Linked DNA regions of Mus musculus: regions 1 and 2 are each linked to region 3. The links are chromatin contacts, called in public HiChIP or PLAC-seq maps. All regions are on one chromosome and are shown on one strand. The core of a region is the stretch at or near the end of the contact, and the rest is flanking DNA. Distances in the headings are between cores, read along the strand shown. Region 1 holds the start of Rnf128 (ring finger protein 128). Region 2 holds the start of Tbc1d8b (TBC1 domain family, member 8B). Region 3 has its middle 47 kb from the start of Radx.

Region 1 (3,322 bases), core at 712-3,211, 180 kb before region 3:
ATTGTGCCACACAGCCCCTCACTCAGGGCCAGAGCTCTCCAGGCCAAGCCAGTGGTAGTACTGCAAGCAAAACACACATTCTCATGCAGTTAAATAACTAAATTCCTTCCTTCGGGGACTCCTAAAGGAGTCTCTGTCTCTGCTAACCTTTAGTTACACTGCCCTAGACTCTAGAAGGTTTGATTTCATTTTTACCCTAGAGGCAAACCTGTGGATAATCGGTTTCTTATTATCCCGTCTCATTTGACTGATGAGAGTACCAAGACTCAGAGTTCAGATAAGTTGCCAAGGTCACAGGACTAGGAAGCCCCAGCGCAGACATTTGAATCAAGGTCTGACTTTAGGCCCAGCTCTCAACAGCCAGGAAACATTGTTATTAGACTCTTCCCTTCTCTCCCCTGTTCCCCTGCAACACACACACACACACCACCACCACCAACACACATACACACACACACACACACACACACACACACACACTTTGTCCTTCAGGTCCTAGGATCACAAACCACAAAAAGGAGGTTTCTGGAAGGGCAGTTGAAGGGAGTTAAATAGTCACCCCACCATGTCCACACATTTCAGAAGTACCTGGATGACTTTTTACAAAGTATGGGCCTTTATTTTATTTTATTTTATTTTATTTTATTTTCAGTAGCATTAACCACCTGCCTTGGAACTCAAGAAGCTAAATCAGGTTTGTCAGGAGGCAACAAACAAAAGCACTGATAACAAGAACTACTTGGGATCCAAGACCACTGGGCAGAGAACTCCTAAGCTAAAGTTTCCACAAAAAATTACAATGAGGTTAACTGAGTACTGTAACATAATCTTGTACTTGATTCATAGGAAATGTGAAGAGAAACCCAGAGAGAAGAGAAAAATCCGTTTTTATACCGCAAAGCGATTCCCAGGCAATGTTCTCCCTCCTAGTTTAAAAGCCAATGCCCACCCTCCCACACCCTTAATCCCAGGAAAGCACCCTTGTGAAACACCAGGAAAAGAAGCGAAAACCCCAACTGTGCCAGCCTCTGCGACCCCCCCCCAAGCACCCCACCCCGTTTGTCTTACCCTTTTCCACCAGAGGCAAATTAAATTCTGAAGAATTCTTTTGCACCCAACCCCTACACCTGAAGACTCTCGGGAGGACCCTGCTCTACTTAGTGGGGGCAAAAAAAGGGGCACCCGTTTTCTTTCCAAGCAAAGGGACAGGGAGAGGCAAGCAGGGAAGGAAACCGGGGAAGCTGGTCACCAGTAGAGGTTTGAAGAGCTGCAAATTAGTAGCTGCACTCACCCGGGTGAGACATGGGGATGACCTCATTGCGGGTCCCAGGGAAGTTAAAGATGACCGCTCCAGAAGCCCCTCTCTCTGAAGCCAGATGGATCTTGTCCGCGAAGGTGCAGCCTCCACCGCGTTGGATGAGGGCCAACCAAGATACTTGCACCGTGCTCCCCCAAACCGTGGGCACCGTGAAATTGGTGTGCGGGTTACAGGCGTTGAGCGCCCCGGGCCCGTCGGGCGGTACCAGGACCCCGGAGACGGGCTCCAGCGGCGAGTCCTGGCCGTACACGCCCTCCTCGCTCAGCTCCCACACCGTGCGGTTCACTCCGGTGTGCGGAACCCGCCAGGACACGTTGAGGTACGCGGTCCACACGGCTTCGGCTCCCCGGGAACCGGGCGCGTGCGGACTCAGAGCCAGAAGGAAGCACCAAGCCAGTAGCCGGGCAGCTCCGCAGCCGCCGCGGCAGTAGACCCCGATCCCGGGCGGCGGCCCCATGGCGCGCACTCGGCAGGCGACCCGGGCTGGGACTAGGTGCGAACCAGGTGGGGAGCCGGCGGCTAGCAGCGGGCGCGGGGCCAGCGAGGTCGCAGGCTGCCCTGCCAGCCGGCACGCAGCGTCAGCGGCCAGGCTACTGCAGACGCAGCTCCTACAAGCAAGCGCTAGGGATGCTCGCTCGCGACTGCCGCGGCCTCGTCGGGCTCTGGGACGCTCGCGCGAAGCTCCGCCCACCCGGCTGGGGGTAGAGGTGGCTGGGAGAGAGAGCCAGCCAGCGAGCGAGCGAGCAAGCGGAGAGGAAAAGGACACTGCGGGATCCGCCTCTTAAAAGGGTCACAGGATGGGGAAACGTTACAGGAGAGACTCGAGGTTGGCCAGCCAGGTGTGTCCTGTCCTTTTTAGGAAGAATCCTCGGCCCGAGAAACTGGAGAATGCGCCAGTTTACAAGCTTTCAGTTCGGAGTCGGATTGGAGTTGGTTTTGAAAGGCACAAATTCCATCTCCTTTGCCTGAAGGGGAGTTTGGGCTTTGTGGTAGGAAAGTACTTCTGAACAGCCCCAGGTCCAAAGGGTGTGAGTTCTGAGTAGGTGTTTAGTGCTGGGGTTAGAGGCTTCCTGTTTCCCCCTCCCCCTCCCCCCCGGAAAGGACAAGCAAAGCACGTCCTCATTGCTCCCTTTATTTAATTACCTTCTTAGTGGCCCCAAACAGCACGTTTCTCTTTCCCTGATCTCAGCAAGTGCTATACGTGTCTTTGCTACCCGAGGCTAACACACTGCACCAGATGCCTCTTGCAAGCAATTTTGATAACCACAACAGAATTATCATCTCCACACACCTCAAAGCCAAGCTCCCCTTTTTAATTCACCTTCCACAAATTAGGTTTGACCTAACTGATTTTCCAGCGAGATTCATGATCTTAACTACAATACCTTTCTTCTCTTGATACCAACTAAAATGAGGCCAGCCCACCTGGACAACTCACACATGTCTCTTGTTTATGAGTTAGTCATAGTTCAGCATACATTTCTGTCAATATTATCTATCAATGACTACATTTACTGGAATCACTAAAACTGTGCATGGAACTAAGCTGAATTAATATACCAGGTGACAGCCACTTTAGAATTTATTTATGATTTTGAATTTTAGACAGAGTCTCCCTGTGTAGTCCTAACCAGCCTGGAGTTAACTATGTAAATTAGCACCATAGGCATACTTTAGGGCAATCCTCTTGCTTAGTTGCGATTACAGTTAAAGACATGTGCTACCAGGCCCAGCTTCTGAACAGTTTTTAACCTTTAGAATTTACTTCTCTGCGCCTCGATTTGTTTATAAATTGTAAAATGGGAATGAAAACATTGAGCGCATGGAGTTGATCAGATGGTTAAAAGTCTTCCTGTAAACCACTCAGGATGCTGTTTAGCTGAGTATGAAAATTACGTTAAATATTGTTACTCGACAAGTTCAGGGGCACAGGAGTTCTACAATATCAATTGTCGTTACCTCCCAGTAATAACCAGAGACCATGCTGTTTATGAATTCAGTCTT
Region 2 (3,256 bases), core at 390-2,889, 250 kb before region 3:
TAAAGGCAGTGACCAAAATTATAATTCTAGCACAAAGTGGTACCTTAAGATTGCATATATGAGACTTTATACCCCATCATAGGTGGAATCAAGAGTGGTAAGGCAGGAGTGGGTGATTGGTTGAAGGAGCACCCTCATAGAGGCAAAGAGGAGGGGGGCAGGGAGATATGGGATAAGGGGGTGTGGAGGGGAAACCAGGAAGGGGGATAACATTTGAAATGTAAACAAATAAAATGATCAATAAAAAAAGAATCTCAGAAGAGAAAAGCAGTTTAAACCCACCATAAAAAAAAAAGATTGCATATATGAAAGAATTTGATCAATGCCATCCAACAGGCAAGAGGTAAGGATATGATCAAAATTCAGGTGGTCAGATTTTTGCTTCTTCCCTCTACATCACCCTCCCCAAATTAAGCTGCTCCACCACTTCAAAGCCCTAATACCAAACTAAGAATTACCATGAAAAACAGCTCTTGTCTCTCCAAGGTCCAAATTTGTAAAAAGCCCCTATGGAAGACTAAGGATCTAAAAACAGCCTTCTTTGTAATCTTCAGACATGGACCAGTTTTGAATTAAGATTAACAACTGTGGGAGACTGGCTTAGAAGAGTTGAGTCTCCTTCTTGTTTAATTGGTTTGGTTTACACATCTTTGAAAGAAGGGGCAGAGCCAAACTCACTGGAGAGAAATGTACTCTTAGAAGAATACAGGGATTCCAAGGGTTGAAAACTTGGATATAGCAAAAGACGCGAAACTGAGAGGAGGTGAGTAATTCTGAGGGCTACTCCTTCACTTCCCCAGCATCAAGCAGCCCCATGCCCCGACCCAAATCTCACTTGCAGCCTCTCTCTCAAGGTGTGATTGGGGCACTTCGTTCTCCTTAGGATTCCCATGTCCTAGCAATGCCCCTCACACACTCGCACTCACTCCCTAGGGTGGTGATTATTTGTATAGGTTTTGGAAAAAAAGTTAAGTCCACACCCGCGAACCCGCTCTCCTCGCCTGTCTTAACGGGACTAGTCTAGCTAGCGCACTGCACTGCCCATCAGCCCCCTTCGCCATGGGAAGCGACCCATCAGGTACTGGAAACCCCCTTAGCTTCTCCTATCGCGGTAAGACCCAAAGAGCAACTGGGAGTCCTGTGCAAGACAGTCAGGACGCGGTGGTAGCAGAGGAAAGGTGGTGGCGGGAGCAGAATTCCCCAGTCAGTCGCCCTGGGTTTAAGATGAGGCAGCGGGCAGCGACGAGTAACTGTTTGCCTTGCCACCTATTCAGTGACAGCGGACCCAGCCCTAACGCAGGTGTAGCTGGCCACAACCTCTTACCTGTAAGTCCCCCTCCTCCTTCTTCCCCGTAGCCTCGACGCCTTTGCAGGACAAAGTACTCGTTGGATCTTTCCATCAGCCACAGCTTCAGCGCATTTTTCAACAGCACTTCCTCGGGCTTCAGCCACATCTTGAAGAACTTTGTGCCGCCTCGGGAACGGAGGCGACCTATTTGTCCTCCTCACCTCCACCCTCCCAGCCTGTCTTTACCCCTCTACTTCTCCTCCCACCAAGTCTTCCGTTGGCGGCGGCGCCTCCGGAGGTTTTCCACACTTCCCCCAACCGTGCCTTCTCTCCCACGTAGGCAGAGAGAGTGCCAACTCCCTCCCACGGAGCTACTGCCAGACTGGGAAATAGCCCCGCTTCACCTCCTCTTGGGAGTTGTAGTTTTCTATCCACTTTTCCCGTACCCGGTCTAATATAGCCCTAGACTACATTTCCCACAATGCACTGGGTTACTAGTTGGGTGGGTTGGGGGCGCCTTTGAGGCGCTCCCGCCACCAGTTAAGTGAGTTTAGCCTGTGTAAAGTTAAAGAGGGTTTTCTTTTGTCTTTTTGCTTCAAATAAGCTAACCCCGTGTATGACAGCAGTGTTCCTAGTTCTTTTATAGTGAGAGGACTAGTTTGTTGAAAACAAAGTTTCCGGCATTTTTGAGTAATGGCCCATCCAGGAAGCAGTAGCCTGCAGCAACTTCCATTTACTTTGCGCCTATTAGGTAGTAGGTGATTTCTCAGGTAATCCTCAGGGAAATCTTTCAAAGTGGATCCTCCGCTTTGCTCGCTAAGCGCTAGCAAGCGAAGTTACTTACCCACGCTCTCACAGTGGGTGAATAGACTTGTTATTCAAAAGCCTTGCCTAAATTAAATTCTGTCCATTCATACCAGAAGAATGTAAATCTCAGAAAACACTTCTTCACACACACACACTTGCGATTATCCCTTCCCCCATGCTGCCTCTGTTTATTTGACTACTGGCTGAAAAATCTCTACTCCAACTTTTTAGGTATTTCTTTTTTTTTTTTTTAACCTTAAAAAACAAACAAACACCCGAAATTCCTTGCAGGGCAGGGCAGCCTATTTTCTTGATACCTTGACAATGCTGCACAACAGCCTACGCACTAAAATGAAAGAGTTCTGCTGTGAGGAATTATTTGAGGGCTGGTTGTTGTTATTGTTGTTGTTAGGATAACTCAATCCCGACAGGAAAAGAATAGAGTGAAAGTGAAAACTGGCTTACAGAAAGAATGCAAATAAAAGGTCCTGAGAAGTTGGCAAGGTATTCAAAATAAAGATATAGGGCCATGTGGCTAAGACAATGGACTGGGACACTCAGACTAGGAGTCCTGGAGCCAGTGAACTCTGCCCCAAGGAGTGTCTCCAGGCTAAATCTTCCAAGACTTGGGCGGTTTCTGGCGAAGCAGGTATATGTCACAAGCAAGTATTTATTTTTGTGGAAGAAAAACGCAACCATCACCACCACCAACAAAGCAAAATCCCAAGGCAGAGTGTTTCCTAGCGCAAAGTCACCCTTTGAAGGTGTATTAAGGCACATCGTTTCTCCATTTCTTCACAGTAAAAGGTCAATAAATGCAGCAAATGTGGATAGCCTTTGTCTTCCTTCATTTGTACAGTTCCAGCCGCCATTGTCCGTCAGTATGCTTATGGTTCTAGTTATGGCAAAGAGCATCAGGATTGGATGGTTCCTTCTCTGTACGCTGAACCCAGCCAGGGCTACCCAGATACTCTGTCTTAAGATCAGGCCCACTTCCAGCTTGGAGCTGGAGCTGGGGATTTAGAACACTTTTGCATTTATAAACAAACACTTCACTGATTGTATAAAGAAAACAGTTTTCAAATTGAATTATGTCTATTGCGCTAAAATTTGTCTTGATCATAATGTACTTCAAGTCTTTGCAAATAATTGTTTCTCTAA
Region 3 (3,314 bases), core at 800-3,299:
AGCAAACCTAAGTGTTGACTGAGTGGTAGAAACAGCACCATGACTACTGTGTAGGTAGATAGACCCAAAACGCTCTATAGGCCATCATTCCCAATTGTGTGTGTGATCATGAACAAGTGACCAATACTGCCTGGTTCCCCAGCCCCTGGGCCATAGTGTCCTTTGTTATTTTCTGCTTCTCAGACAATTGAGTTAAATAACAAGTGAATCGGTGCATTTGAATAGGAATCTATTTGCTGTTCACCATTTCATTTAACTGATTATTCAACACGTGTGTGTTTCCCTAAGTATGAGCGTGTGATAAAATTCAAGCACTACTAGTCACCTATAACTTCAGTTTGAAACGAAATTCGTCAAGGGCCTTATTTACAGTTCTTCATCAATGACTTGGGTTTCTTTGGTCCTATCTTCCAGCTTTCCTATTTCTTCATATGATTTGTTGAAAAAAATGCTAGTATCAGTTTTGAAATGGCTGTTCTTGTATAAACTGTTTTAACATATGAAAGATTTGATTTGCCCATGTTGACAATCCTATTTCAGGATATTTGCATTTATGACTTTATGTTTATTTTTCCAGATGAATGGCAGGCTCAAATTCATCTCCTGGTAGAGTCTAGGATACAGAACATATTGTTCAAATTCCTTTCTATTGTAGAGAAGTTCTTTCCTCTCCTAATATTACCCAGTAAATTTGTTTGATCACTTACCTTCATTCTTTCACCTGCTCATTGTATGTGCATCTCATTGCTTAGTTTGTCTTTACCTAACCTTTTGGAGCTCATCCTTACTAACGCTGTTTCAATTCTACCATAGTTGTTAGGTTTCCCACCCACATATACCTTGAGACTCTTTTAAGCTCATGATCTCCACATGTGCCCTGACAAACAGCTGGGCAGTGGTGGCGCACACCTTTAATCCCAGCACTTAGGAAGCAGAGGCAGGTGGATTTCTGAGTTCGAGGCCAGCCTGGTCTACAGAGTGAGTTCCAGGACAGCCAGGGCTCATAGGTTTGCTAGTTTTGTTTTCTTTTTTTAAATGTCAGCTTCTAACATCACTGATACTTCACAATTAGACATTCATGAATATAGCATTTTGGTTTGTAAGAATATTTTGGATATGACTTAAGATTCTACTCTAAAGCAATATTGAAGGGAGAATTTCTACACAAAAAAGATACTAACCTTGTTAACCAGAAGCAAATGTTCTTTTCAGTAATGATCTGATTCACTATTTTGTCTTATAAGTGGAAAATGATAAAATAGCAGAGAACTAATAAGAAATATTGAACCCCAACATTAGAAATCAGAGATCCCAAGTAAACCCGTTTTTGTGAGTTTATGTTTGTATCCTTGAATGAGATGCTGGCCTGAGTTATTTATCATTCTGATGTTGGGTTATTGTATTCATAAAACTTTGCTCTGTGTTGAACGTAAATAAGAAGTGGAAATATCTAATAATTTGCTTCTTCCCCATGTATATTTCTGATCTTGTCTTCTAGTGGCAATTTTAAAGTTTCCATGGGATGGGATAACTGGTAACATCTCAGAAGACTTTTTAGACCATCACAAACTACATCCCTAATCTACTGTTTTAAAAATATTTGCCGTCTAATAGTTTTCTTTACTTATAATATTGTGTCTGCCTCTGTAGGTATCTGCCTTCAACCTCCTGCTTCTTTCCTATTATTCATTGAATTGAGCTGAGCGTAAGTAGCTAGGTTAGTAGTTTCAACTGCTTCTGTGAATGAATCTGCACTTCCTGTTGCTATAGTAGACTGACATCAGCCAGAAGATCTTGTTTCTATGACAACTAAGACCATTTGTTCTAGGAGACTTCATCTTTTTGAGGAAGTAGAAACATTTAGCAGGGTTATTCACAATCTGTGTGGGATACTAACATTAACAGCAAGTCTATCATTACCGACCATGTGTTAAGGGGAATACAGTATGTTTAAGCATAAGTGGGCTTAATTTCACCTGCTGTGTGAAATTATGACAATTCATGCTGAGGGGACTAGTGGCTAAGTCATCAGCCTGTACTTCCTCTTCCTAGTTTCTGCGTCCTAAAATAACAAGTGTAGTGGGAAGGCCATATGGCAAGTGAGCTGCTCTGAGTGGAGGTTTGCAAACATTCTTAATCATCCACCCCTGTGTAAGAAAGTTTATTTAAAGATAACTTCCAAAACTGCATCTATATTTATAACAGAAACATAGCCCTCATAACCATGTATTCAACTTCATTGAAATAACTATTTTAGATGGAATTGTTTCTATCTATATATTCATAGGAGGGAAATATTGAACTTGAGAATTTTATTTATATGAATATATATATGTACATATATATGTATATATGTATTTTATTTGTATGACTATATATATATATATATGTGGATATATACACACACACACACACAAATTTACCTGATAGGTTAGGGATGTAGTATATGGTGATCTAAAATTTTTTTCATCTAACAGAGATGTTATTAAATTACATATGTGTATATATACACATATATAAACACACACACACATATATACACACATATAAATTAAAATTATGATTTTTTTCATGGCTAAGGAAACAGGTTGTGGATTTCTTTGCCTTAGCCTACATTCCATTTCAGAAGCAGCTGAACTGAGGAATATATTTCATGTAATGACCAGTATTAATCACTGCTCTCTCTCTTCTATCCTGTACTTTAACTTATCCATGAAACCATATGATCATTTCTGCCTGCCTGTCTCACAGATTTTGAATTTATTTAGCTGACCCTTATAATCATATATTCCACTCCATTTCCTTGTAATAAATCCTCTTTCCTCTTCTTCCTGTTCCCATTCCCCCCCCCCTTCTCTTCCTCCTTCTTGCACCCTTGTCTATCATATTAGTTTTCTTTCTTATTTGGATAAACTTACTGAAGGCAGCAGATGAAGACAGAAAATCTGAAATAGAAGCAAATTGCTGCAACGTATCAATTCTTACATCTCTCTAGCATCCTAATAAAAAAACTCTAACTAGGTAGGGATATGTAGATTCCACCGTACTCCATAACTATGAAGGACTATTATTATTATACTTGATAGCAGTTCTGAAAGACTATTCCTCTGAGAACCTTCTATATCACCTGAGCAATTCTCCTGCTTCAAATATAAGCGTCCCAGTTCTGCAGGGGTTCTCTTCTCTAAACTGTTAAAGGTGTCACCACTAGCTGGATAGCTTCCTTTTATCAAGGTTCTGAAACAAGTCTTACCAAACATTCCAGTGATTTTCAAGTCCTTTATATAGCGGTTTTTGAACATCCACTTTGACCA

The links. HiChIP or PLAC-seq counts read pairs in DNA pulled down with a chosen protein or histone mark.
Region 1: a contact with region 3 is called in an H3K27ac HiChIP or PLAC-seq map of microglia, with 7 times the contacts expected there. The contact joins the promoter of Rnf128 here to the enhancer-like site in region 3. A contact is called at or near these places in 17 of 484 Hi-C or Micro-C datasets (the AML12 cell line, Th2 cells, bone marrow-derived macrophages and 9 more), 14 of 115 datasets of contacts at active chromatin or transcription factors (bone marrow-derived macrophages, cardiomyocytes, embryonic fibroblasts and 8 more) and 4 of 9 other capture datasets (adipose tissue, bone marrow-derived macrophages, embryonic stem cells and 1 more).
Region 2: an H3K27ac HiChIP or PLAC-seq map of microglia shows a contact between it and region 3, with 7 times the contacts expected there. The contact joins the promoter of Tbc1d8b here to the enhancer-like site in region 3. A contact is called at or near these places in 14 of 39 promoter capture datasets (the 3T3-L1 cell line, the C10 cell line, the HPC-7 cell line and 8 more), 17 of 484 Hi-C or Micro-C datasets (the G1E-ER4 cell line, the MC3T3-E1 cell line, Th2 cells and 8 more), 11 of 115 datasets of contacts at active chromatin or transcription factors (acute myeloid leukemia, bone marrow-derived macrophages, embryonic fibroblasts and 4 more) and 5 of 9 other capture datasets (adipose tissue, embryonic stem cells, liver and 2 more).

What each region holds. Positions count from the first base shown.
Region 1 is chrX:139,609,259-139,612,580 of GRCm38.p6, reverse strand. It overlaps Rnf128 (ring finger protein 128), which reads right to left and starts at 1,961. Exons shown (of 7, transcript NM_023270.5): 1 at 1,292-1,961. The coding sequence starts at 1,775.
Region 2 is chrX:139,683,379-139,686,634 of GRCm38.p6, reverse strand. Tbc1d8b (TBC1 domain family, member 8B) reads right to left here and starts at 1,639. Exons shown (of 21, transcript NM_001081499.2): 1 at 1,325-1,639. The coding sequence starts at 1,454.
Region 3 is chrX:139,431,361-139,434,674 of GRCm38.p6, reverse strand. No RefSeq gene overlaps it. Among named protein-coding and RNA genes, the nearest start is that of Radx, 47 kb to the left of the region's middle. Within about 2 kb of position 2,049, at least 19 of the 459 cell types and tissues checked have an H3K27ac peak or open chromatin away from gene starts, as enhancers often do. A contact at or near this core is called in the G1E-ER4 cell line, bone marrow-derived macrophages, microglia and 1 more, where this site is marked.